Linked DNA regions of Xenopus tropicalis: region 1 is linked to region 2. Evidence: chromatin contacts called from public Hi-C data. All regions are on one chromosome and are shown on one strand. The core of a region is the stretch at or near the end of the contact, and the rest is flanking DNA. Distances in the headings are between cores, read along the strand shown. Region 1 holds the start of uchl1 (ubiquitin C-terminal hydrolase L1). Region 2 holds the start of nsun7 (putative methyltransferase NSUN7).

Region 1 (4,544 bases), core at 1,006-3,505, 190 kb after region 2:
TTTCGTGCTGCCACGCTATGCTGCCCCCGATTGGGCCAAAATTTCAAACAAAAATTTATAGAGAAGCGGAGCACAGAAAGACTTAAAAATAAAAACATGTATTTATTTCATCAGTTAAAAACAGGTCAGAGCATATTCACCTCATGGCTTAACGCGTTTCGTGGTTGTACCACTTCCTCAGACACAGAGCCCTGCCAAATCAATATGAGTTTGTCTATATAGCATCTGTGCCAAACAATATAATGACAAAATGGGTTAGCAACTCCACAGATAGACAGCTCCCACCAACCAATGAACAGGTTGGCAAATGAGGGTTGGTTGGAGCAGTGCCAAATCTTTGGAGATGATAACCAATTTCATCATAATATTGTTTGGCATGGGCACTATATCGACAACCTCATATGGCAGAGCTCAGATTCTGAACTGGAATCTTCTGTAGAGTATTTACTTGCCTTCAGCAGCCTGACTTGTTTAAGAAGCACGGTCTAATCAACATTGAGTGGCATTTCCCTTCCATTTCTTAACACTACAAATTGGCATGCGCAGTCAAGTTCTGATTTTATTCAGGAACATATTGGCACCCCCAGCGATTTTACCTTTCCTTTTCCTTTAATCCAACCCGAGTGACAAGGCAGCAATGTCACCTCTCAGTTTCCCCAGCAGACAGGCCCCCAATATACTGTTTATTGGATTGTGTGTTTTAAAGGGATAGATGCACACTCCTATCTACTCCCTAATACAAAATAGGGTATATGTGCCAAGTTATGTTCTGACACTTACCCTACCCTCACTCCTATCTTACTATAAAATGTTAAAATAGTTGAATCAGTTGCTGGTTGTTCCAGTCCTATCCAGCAACCTTGGCTAACTTTGAGGTATTTTCTATATGGGAACAACCAATGTATCTCAGTGTATCTGTTACTGTTTGCTAATTGTGAATTGGAAAATAAAAACTTCACAAACACAACCCCAGGCCAGCATTAACCAAAGCAACCAGTAATTCAGAAGTCAGGCCCTTTTGGCTCTGTGTGCCATACACTTAAACGGCCACCTAATTCCCACACCCATGGAATTTATTTCCATTCTTTCAGAACCTGCATCCCTACATGGGACACTACACAGAAAAACCCACATTCGCTGCAGATAAAATATTCCCTAGGAAATTGTTTCCACAACAAAATAAAAGTAAAAAAATATTTCCTAGAAATAATCGACTTGATCTTGAGCACAGGAATTTGTTGAGAGATGAAGTGACAAAAGCCTTGAATATCGGTTGTCTCATCTATCTGGCAGTACTGTAAATTTTGATTGGGTGCCTTAGAAGGTGCCCAAACATCGTAAGGTTAATGCTGAATCGTCAGATAGGGGTAAAGAATAGTTTTTACTTGAATATCTGACGATTCAGCTCTTAACATTAGCAGAGTGGATGAACAATAGTTGTGGGAAAGATGGTTGTGTGTGTAGCCACCATAAGGTTGGCCAGCCTAACAGTTTCCTGGAGGACTGAGATAGAGGAGCAAGAACCACAGCCGGCTTTGACTCTTCAACCAATGCAGTAGAAGTCTGTCTTGTGTGCTTCTCGACAGTTCTTTTAATCAGAAGGTTGTGCTACATTACTTCAATAGTCAGAACCAACGGTGCAGAGAAAGCAAGGGTCAAACACTACTCTCAATAGTAGTTATATTTAACTGCAAAACCACAAAACGTGTAGTAAATGTAAACTGTAAAGCTGCAGCCGAGTAATTTCTTTTACTAAGCATTTATTTTTAGGTTTGCAAACTGCGGCCCCTTTAAATGCTACAGACTTTACATAGCAGATCCCATAGCCACCTCAGCCTCATCACTTACCGCTAGTGAGATTTACGCCTATGACCACACCCATATGACCCCTTTCTCTTCCCAACATAAAGAAGTAAAGGTGTAGGTTCTAGAACTCACTACCCTTGCGCTTTGCCTGCAGTCGCACCAATGTATCCATAAAAAGGGGCGCGTCCCTCACAACGCCGCAAAATAAGAATAAGATATGAACGCTGGCCACTTTTAGTTATTAACTCATCGTCACTCATGATTAATTTCGGCCAGGAGACACTAGAACCATCCTACTTGATAACGTCTGAGGGGTGGTTCGTCTATCCAGCAGCCACTCAGTGGTACCAGCTGATCGCCTTTCCCCCCCGTCTATTGCAATGCGTTGGTACCTTACCGGGTTTATAAAAGCAACAGAGGCGGTGCCTTTTCATCAGTCAGTATCTGAACGGGATCAACGTGTGTTTGTTTTGTGAGACGGCATTTGGCAGCCATGCAGTGGAGCGCAATGGAGATCAACCCTGAGGTATGTAAGGAGCTGCTGGTTATTACTTTTAGATACTGAGGTGTTGGCGTTCTGTTCTTGGAGTCATTTATGTGTATTTCATTTTTTTCACAGATGCTGAACAAAGTGAGTGCTTGCGAAATGGGGAGGCCTTCATTATATAACCATGTGGCAGCACCAACACCCGGCGTGTTCCCGGGATTCCGTTCTGCACAAGCTTGTGGCGCTGGCCCGATGTTTAGCCCGCCCGGTGTTCAGCCTGCCCTTACTCCGCGCTATGGCTGTGCGAGTTGCCAGGGCGTGGCCCTAGGATTTGGCTGCTGTGGTACCCGGGCCCCTACAGCCTCGCTTTCATCCTCAGCTTCATCAGCACAGATAGAGTCGGGACGGGGGGAGGGCACAGGGGTGTCCAGTCTCTGGCCATCAATATATTTGAGTTAAACTTCCAGCACTTAAGTTGGGCATTTCTCCATTCCAGTTTTTAACACTGGATTGGGTGTTGCTGCAAGGCCCCTCTAACCTGCTTGTGATAGGTCAGATGATTACTTTTAAGTGTACAGGTGTGGGACCTGTTATCCAGAATGCTTGGGACCTGGGGTTTTTCGGATAAGGAATCTTTCTGTAATTCGGATCTCCTACCTTAGATCTGCTAATAAAATTATTTAAACTAATTAAGCCCAATAGGGTTGTTTTGGCTCCAAAAAGGAATAATTATATCTTAGTTGGGATCAAGTACAGGTACTGTTTAAATGATTCCCTTTTCTCTGTAATAATAAAACAGTACCTGTACTTGATCCCAACTAAGATATAATTAAACCTTATTGGGGGCAGAACAGTCCTATTGGGTTTATTTAATGGTTAAATGATTCCCTTTTCTCTGTAATAAAACAGTACCTGTACTTGATCCCAATTAAGATATAATTACCCCTTATTGGGGGCAGAACAGTCCTATTGGGTTTATTTAATGGTTAAATGATTCCCTTTTCTCTGTAATAATAAAACAGTACCTGTACTTGATCCCAACTAAGATATAATTACCCCTTATTGGGGCAGAACAGTCCTATTGGGTTTATTTCATGGTTAAATGATTCCCTTTTCTCTGTAATAATAAACCATTAAATAAACCCAATAGGGCTGTTCTGCCCCAATAAGGGGTAATTGTATCTTAATTGGGATCAAGTACAGGTACTGTTTTATTACAGAGAAAAGGGAATCATTTAACCATGAAATAAACCCAATAGGACTGTTCTGCCCCCAATAAGGGGTAATTATATCTTAGTTGGGATCAAGTACAGGTACTGTTTTATAATTAGAAAAGAAAATAGCTTTTAAAAATGTGACTGATTTGATTAAAATGGCCTTTCCATAACTTGGAACTTTCTGGATAAAGGGTCTGATACTATTTTTTATTTTTTTTTATAAACCCTTAGTGCCCATTATTGTCGCCAAGTGCACCTTCATCAAGGCTTTCTTTATTATTTCCACCTAGAACATGGATTCAGCATATGAATAGGGAGAACAAGAAAAAATGCTGGAAAAAGTTTGCTAGAAGATGGATATGGGCCTCAAATCACATGTAAATGCCAGAGAGAAAATGTCCCTGGGGTGTTCCCTGATGAATCTTTCTGAGGTCTGCGGTCCTCTTCAAAAGTTTTGGTTTTTCTTAATTTGGGCAAATGTCCCCTAAGAATGAATTCAGTTTTAGGTGAATTCCCAAGGGCAAAGTTTTCTCTGGCCACTCCCAGGATGATATTTTGATAGGACATGGTATTTACCTAGGGTAGCCAACATCATAGGGGCACTTCAGGGCCAAGGGTAAAATAAAGATATTTACTGAGACTATGCACAGGCATGGAAACTGTTATGTTCATTTGCATCAGTGAGCCAATGCAGTCCCTGATTTGTCGGTAAAAAATCAAACCTGATTGATCAACACCTGCCCAGTTTTTGGCCAGATATGTCAGGGGGGTCCCCATACATGGGTGGATAGAATCGGTAGCTTAAATCTGCTGGTGTATGGCCACCTTTAGCTAGTATATATCTGATTAGATTAAGACAATCCTATTGGGTTTTAATGTGTAAATATGCTCACATAAACCCTTCCCTGCCCCACCCTTGTAGGGCCCAGCCTTTCTGTATTGCCATGGTCCCATATCTGGATTTGTCTTTCTTATATTTGGGTCTTTGTTTGTTTTGTTTGGTGGTAGTATCCTTATTACTATCCTCTTATCTG
Region 2 (4,659 bases), core at 29-2,528:
TCAAGTTCATTGAACCACAACAGAGTTTATTGAAGGCTTCTCTCAGGCAGAGTATAAACAGATTGGAGTCAGTTGCCCCGGAACCTATAGTTTCATTAGTTATACTTACAGAGGACCCTCTCCCATTCTCTCTATCATACACATTTACACGTCTTCTCTGAAGCCTCTAGGACTCGTATGGTAAGTGCATGGCAGAGTACCATTAGCTGTTAAGAGGGTGACCTCTTTTCCCAATCACCTGTCCCCCTGTAGCGCCCAACACACAGTGCCCCAAGCTTCACCTGAGCCATCTCCCTACAGCGCCACTAAGCAGCCACTATCCCAATCCTACACACTCACAATTCCTATCTAGCGCACCATCACCCGGGGCTCTACCCCAAACTCTAACTCCTTGTGGGGACTCGGGCTTTCCGAGCCTAGCAAGGATCTGCTGTTACATCTGCCTCTCTGAAGTTTTCCGCTAATAATCCTCCTTATATAGGCTACTGAGGGGACTGCCCTTCAGGCCAGGGCTAGTGGTTGGTGCCAGGTAGCGGCCAAACCCAATACAGCCTAAATGCACTAAAATAAACTCATATTATTCCTATCTCCTTACAAGCCCCAGTGTGTGCTGTTTGGTACAGTAACAAGGGTAAGTCACTGGGAAGGGGACAGGCATGTGTAACTGCAGAAACATGTCAGATTCTCCTGCATTTAATGGGGTCAACATAACCCTGAAATAGCATGAATGAACCCTCAAGCCCTGTTACACCCCACATCCACAAATCACGCCTTGTACAGTATCTCCCGTCACACGGTCCCGATTAGTCTCCACCCACATGGGTCCCACACGGCTGCCCTGGGTGGCAATGTCGCACATACCGGCCTGACAAGCTTACGGGCAGAGCATAGAATGTCTATAGCAACCCTACGCAGGGGCTGCACACACCCTTAGCAACTGTGCGGGATTCTACTAACACGCCTGGGATGCCTGCCACTCATCCCAAAGCGTAGCCTGTTAGATACCCACCGGGCTCTGCCTCACACACCCCTTAGCGCTGCGTACCCGCCCCTAGTAAATCAGAACGCACAGCCACGCCCCCACATGCCCCGCCCCCAAGTCACGGAACTTGTCGGCACGCGGCTTGTTGCCTAGGTGATTCGTGTTTTGTAGCTGCCGGAGCCCCGCCTATGGCCCCGCCCAGGTTCCGTAGCTCTGTGCTTTAGCTGTGGGCGCTGCTCCGCCCATGGTCCCGCCCAGGTTCCGTAGCTCTGTGCTTTAGCTGAGGGCATGGCTCCGCCTATGGCCCCGCCCAGTTGCTGTAGCGCTTTAGCTTTGGGCACGGCTCCTCCCATGAGAGTATAAACCCCGCCGTGTTTGAAGCTTTTGCGGAGCTGCAGTACGGCAGGTAAGTGGGAGGCAGGGGGAGGCTTGGCAAGGAGCTGGGGGTACAGTGACTGGGGTCGGGGTATATAGTAGTGTCACTATGTAGTTATTATGGTGTGTGCGGTTACACAGTGCGGAGATGCGATTGTGCTTCTCACTGGCTGCTGCTATAGTACAACTATACCTACTCTGCGCTGTTCGTTTAGTCACTTCTAGAGCAAGCTATCTAGATCGTCAGCTTTATCGCAAACTGTAATTCCAACTCTTCAGATTTAGATTGGTTCTGTTAGTGCATTGAGTGTGCGATCCTTCCCTGTGAGTGGGGGAATTGCTGCTCCTGGTTGGTCCCTACACGTTACTATTACATGGGGTGTCACACTCAGTACCCGGAGCGACTCGCTGCCTGTAGCTTCAGCTCTGCTTCAGTCGCACCAAGTGTCTATGTGGCACCTGTCAGTGATTATTGTTTTCCATGAGCTAGCCGAGCACACATGTATGCAGGGAAGGCAGTGGCCCCTGGGGGACCCTTTGGTTTTTGTCACTGAGAAGTACAGAAGTTTCCTGCAGTTCTGTGCAACTGTGAGGTACCAGACTCTTATGGACCTGACTGCAACTCCCAGCAACAGTTGGGGTACTGAGCTGTAATGTAGCAACAGCTGGAGGGCTGTAATGTAGCAACAGCTGGAGGGCTGTAATGTAGCAGCAGCTGGAGGGCTGTAATGTAGCAGCAGCTGGAGGGCTGTAATGTAGCAGCAGCTGGAGGGCTGTAATGTAGCAACAGCTGGAGGGCTGTAATGTAGCAACAGCTGGAGGGCTGTAATGTAGCAACAGCTGGAGGGCTGTAATGTAGCAACAGCTGGAGGGCTGTAATGTAGCAACAGCTGGAGGGCTGTAATGTAACAGCAGCTGGAGGGCTGCATGTTCATGATCCCTGGTGGAGTTTGGTGTAGACATTTCTAGTGATTTGCTCTGATCACTGGCCAATGAATAGAGCTGAGCCACTGGTCTCCAGCTTTTGCCCATCTTGGTGTTTAAAGTGGCCTTTCTGCACCTTCTAATAAGAACAGGGGAACACTGGATCCTTATATAACTTTCCAAAAATGGAACTGGAATTCCAGCAAAATCACACATAAAACAATCCATTATAAGAACCACCTTATTGGTATTTGGTAATAGTTGGCACCTACTTACCTGCTATTCTCTTTAAATTTGTCACAGAATATAATTGGTTCATGCCAGAATTAGAAGCATAGAGCCAGCTTTTAACCCTACTGCTCCTGCACACCTGGCCCAGGGCCACAGAGAAGGACTAAGAAGCTGAAGAAAATGACAACATGGTGCTCTTACAGTACCTATGGAACCCCAAATTAAATGGATACAAATAGCAAATAAATAAAGGCAATTTCTAACCTATTATATAAGGCTCCCAGTTACAGTGTCCTATTAACTCTGGCTGCCCCTAGTGATGGTGTTTGTCTTTCTCTCCCAGTATCACCCTCTAACAGGCACTTAATATATTTGCTCTGTGTGACTGACACTTGCAATGGCACAGTGAGATTACTGGCAATCCTTTCTTTAGTTTGTGTGAGATATCAGGTAACATCAGAGAAAGTTCAGAGTAGATTTAATCCTGCACATGGAATCCTTACAGCACATGTAATTAGATGGCAAGACGACTGGCAGAATGGGACCTTTTAAAATTTAATGATGCCTCCAGATTGCACTTAGTTTGGAGCCACATAGCCACGTAGCAGGCTGATTGTGAAGCTTATTTATAATATATCCCTGTTTTTTGTAGAGCAGGCACTCAATAAGCAAATCTTCAGGCGGAATTCTATATTAAAAATAGTTTAATTGGAGTACAGGTATGAGACCTGTTATCCCGAATGCTCGGGACCTGGGGTTTTCCGGATAGGGGATCTTTCCGTAATTTGGATCTTCATAATTTGTCTGCTAAAAATCATTTAAATATTAAAACTAATAGGCTTGTTTTGCTTCCAATAAGGATTAATTATATCTTAGTTGGGATCAATACAAGGTACTGTTTTATTATTACAGAGAAAATGGAAATCATTTTTAAAAATTTGAATTATTTGCTTATAATGGAGTGTATGGGAGATGGGCTTTCCATAATTCAAAGCTTTCTGGATAACGGGTTTCCGGATAAGGGATCCCATGCCTGTACGATAATAAAACATTGATATATGCTCCCCTAGCTGAAGGCTCAGGGCGGCGCTGCCGCTCTTCCTTTGTGGTGAGTTTTTGGACATATCCTATAATTTTATTTATGAAATTCACAAACCTTTCTCCTAAATGCCAGGCATTAGTGGGGAAATCCTGCAAACATGTATGGGCAGCACAGCATGACAGCTATGATTACTATTATGGGCTTATTTACTAGATAGCACAATTTTGCCTGCAACTTTCTAGTAGTCACATAATGCAGAAATGTCAGAAATTGCCTTCCATTGCTCTCTCTATGACGGTTGCCTTAGCTCAAGTGCTGTATAGTTTTCACTGAAATCTCATGAGAGAAATGCCTGACAAGTTCTTGAACTAGAGCTTTCTGGGCAGATGGAAATTAAAGTCAGTTTTGGGTGTTTTGGTGCCACATGTTTGGGCTACTGCAAGAAGCGATGGGCCAAACCCCCATTGCACCAACAGGAGCAAGCTACATCTGATACCCACATGAGAATTTATATGAACCTCCTGAGAAAAGAATGGAAAACAAACAACAAGATATGAGGAAATGGGTGAAGCTGTTGACAGAAGGCAGATCTCACAGCAGCAGGGAGAGGAACAATTGGCAAACAGAGAGTGCATTAGGCTATACACATAGTAACATAGTTGGTAAGGTGGGACGAGCCTGTATCTCTCAGGTTCGGCTTAAGGTCCCCATACAGGGGCCAACTATAGCTGCCGATATCGGTCCCTTGGACCGATTCGGCAGCTAATCGGCCCGTGTATGGGGAGAGCAGAGCGGCCTGGCCGACCGATATCTGGCCTGAAATTGGCCAGATCTCGATCGGCCAGGTTAGAAAATCCGGTCGGATCGGGGACCGCATCGGCTCGTTGATGCAGTCCCCGATCCGACTGCCCCATTGCCGCCAACATAATCCGATCGTTTGGCCCCAGGGCCAAACGATCGGATTATTATTTTTTTTACCTAAATGCTCCCCGATATCGCCCACCCGTAGGTGGGGATATCGGGGGGAAGATCCGCTCACTTGGCGACATCGCCAAGCGAGCGGATCTGCTCGTGTATGGCCACCTTTATGCTAAGCATCTAGGTT

Evidence for each region. A called contact is a pair of places that touch in the nucleus more often than the background predicts.
Region 1: a Hi-C map of neurula embryo shows a contact between it and region 2, with 3 times the contacts expected there. The contact joins the promoter of uchl1 here to the promoter of nsun7 in region 2. A contact is called at or near these places in 2 of 5 Hi-C or Micro-C datasets (brain and neurula embryo).

The regions. Positions count from the first base shown.
Region 1 is chr1:36,759,554-36,764,097 of UCB_Xtro_10.0, forward strand. It overlaps uchl1 (ubiquitin C-terminal hydrolase L1), which reads left to right and starts at 2,256. Exons shown (of 10, transcript NM_001011321.1): 1 at 2,256-2,332; 2 at 2,426-2,437; 3 at 3,801-3,941. The coding sequence starts at 3,864.
Region 2 is chr1:36,567,840-36,572,498 of UCB_Xtro_10.0, forward strand. It overlaps nsun7 (putative methyltransferase NSUN7), which reads left to right and starts at 1,279. Exons shown (of 12, transcript XM_031895383.1): 1 at 1,279-1,388.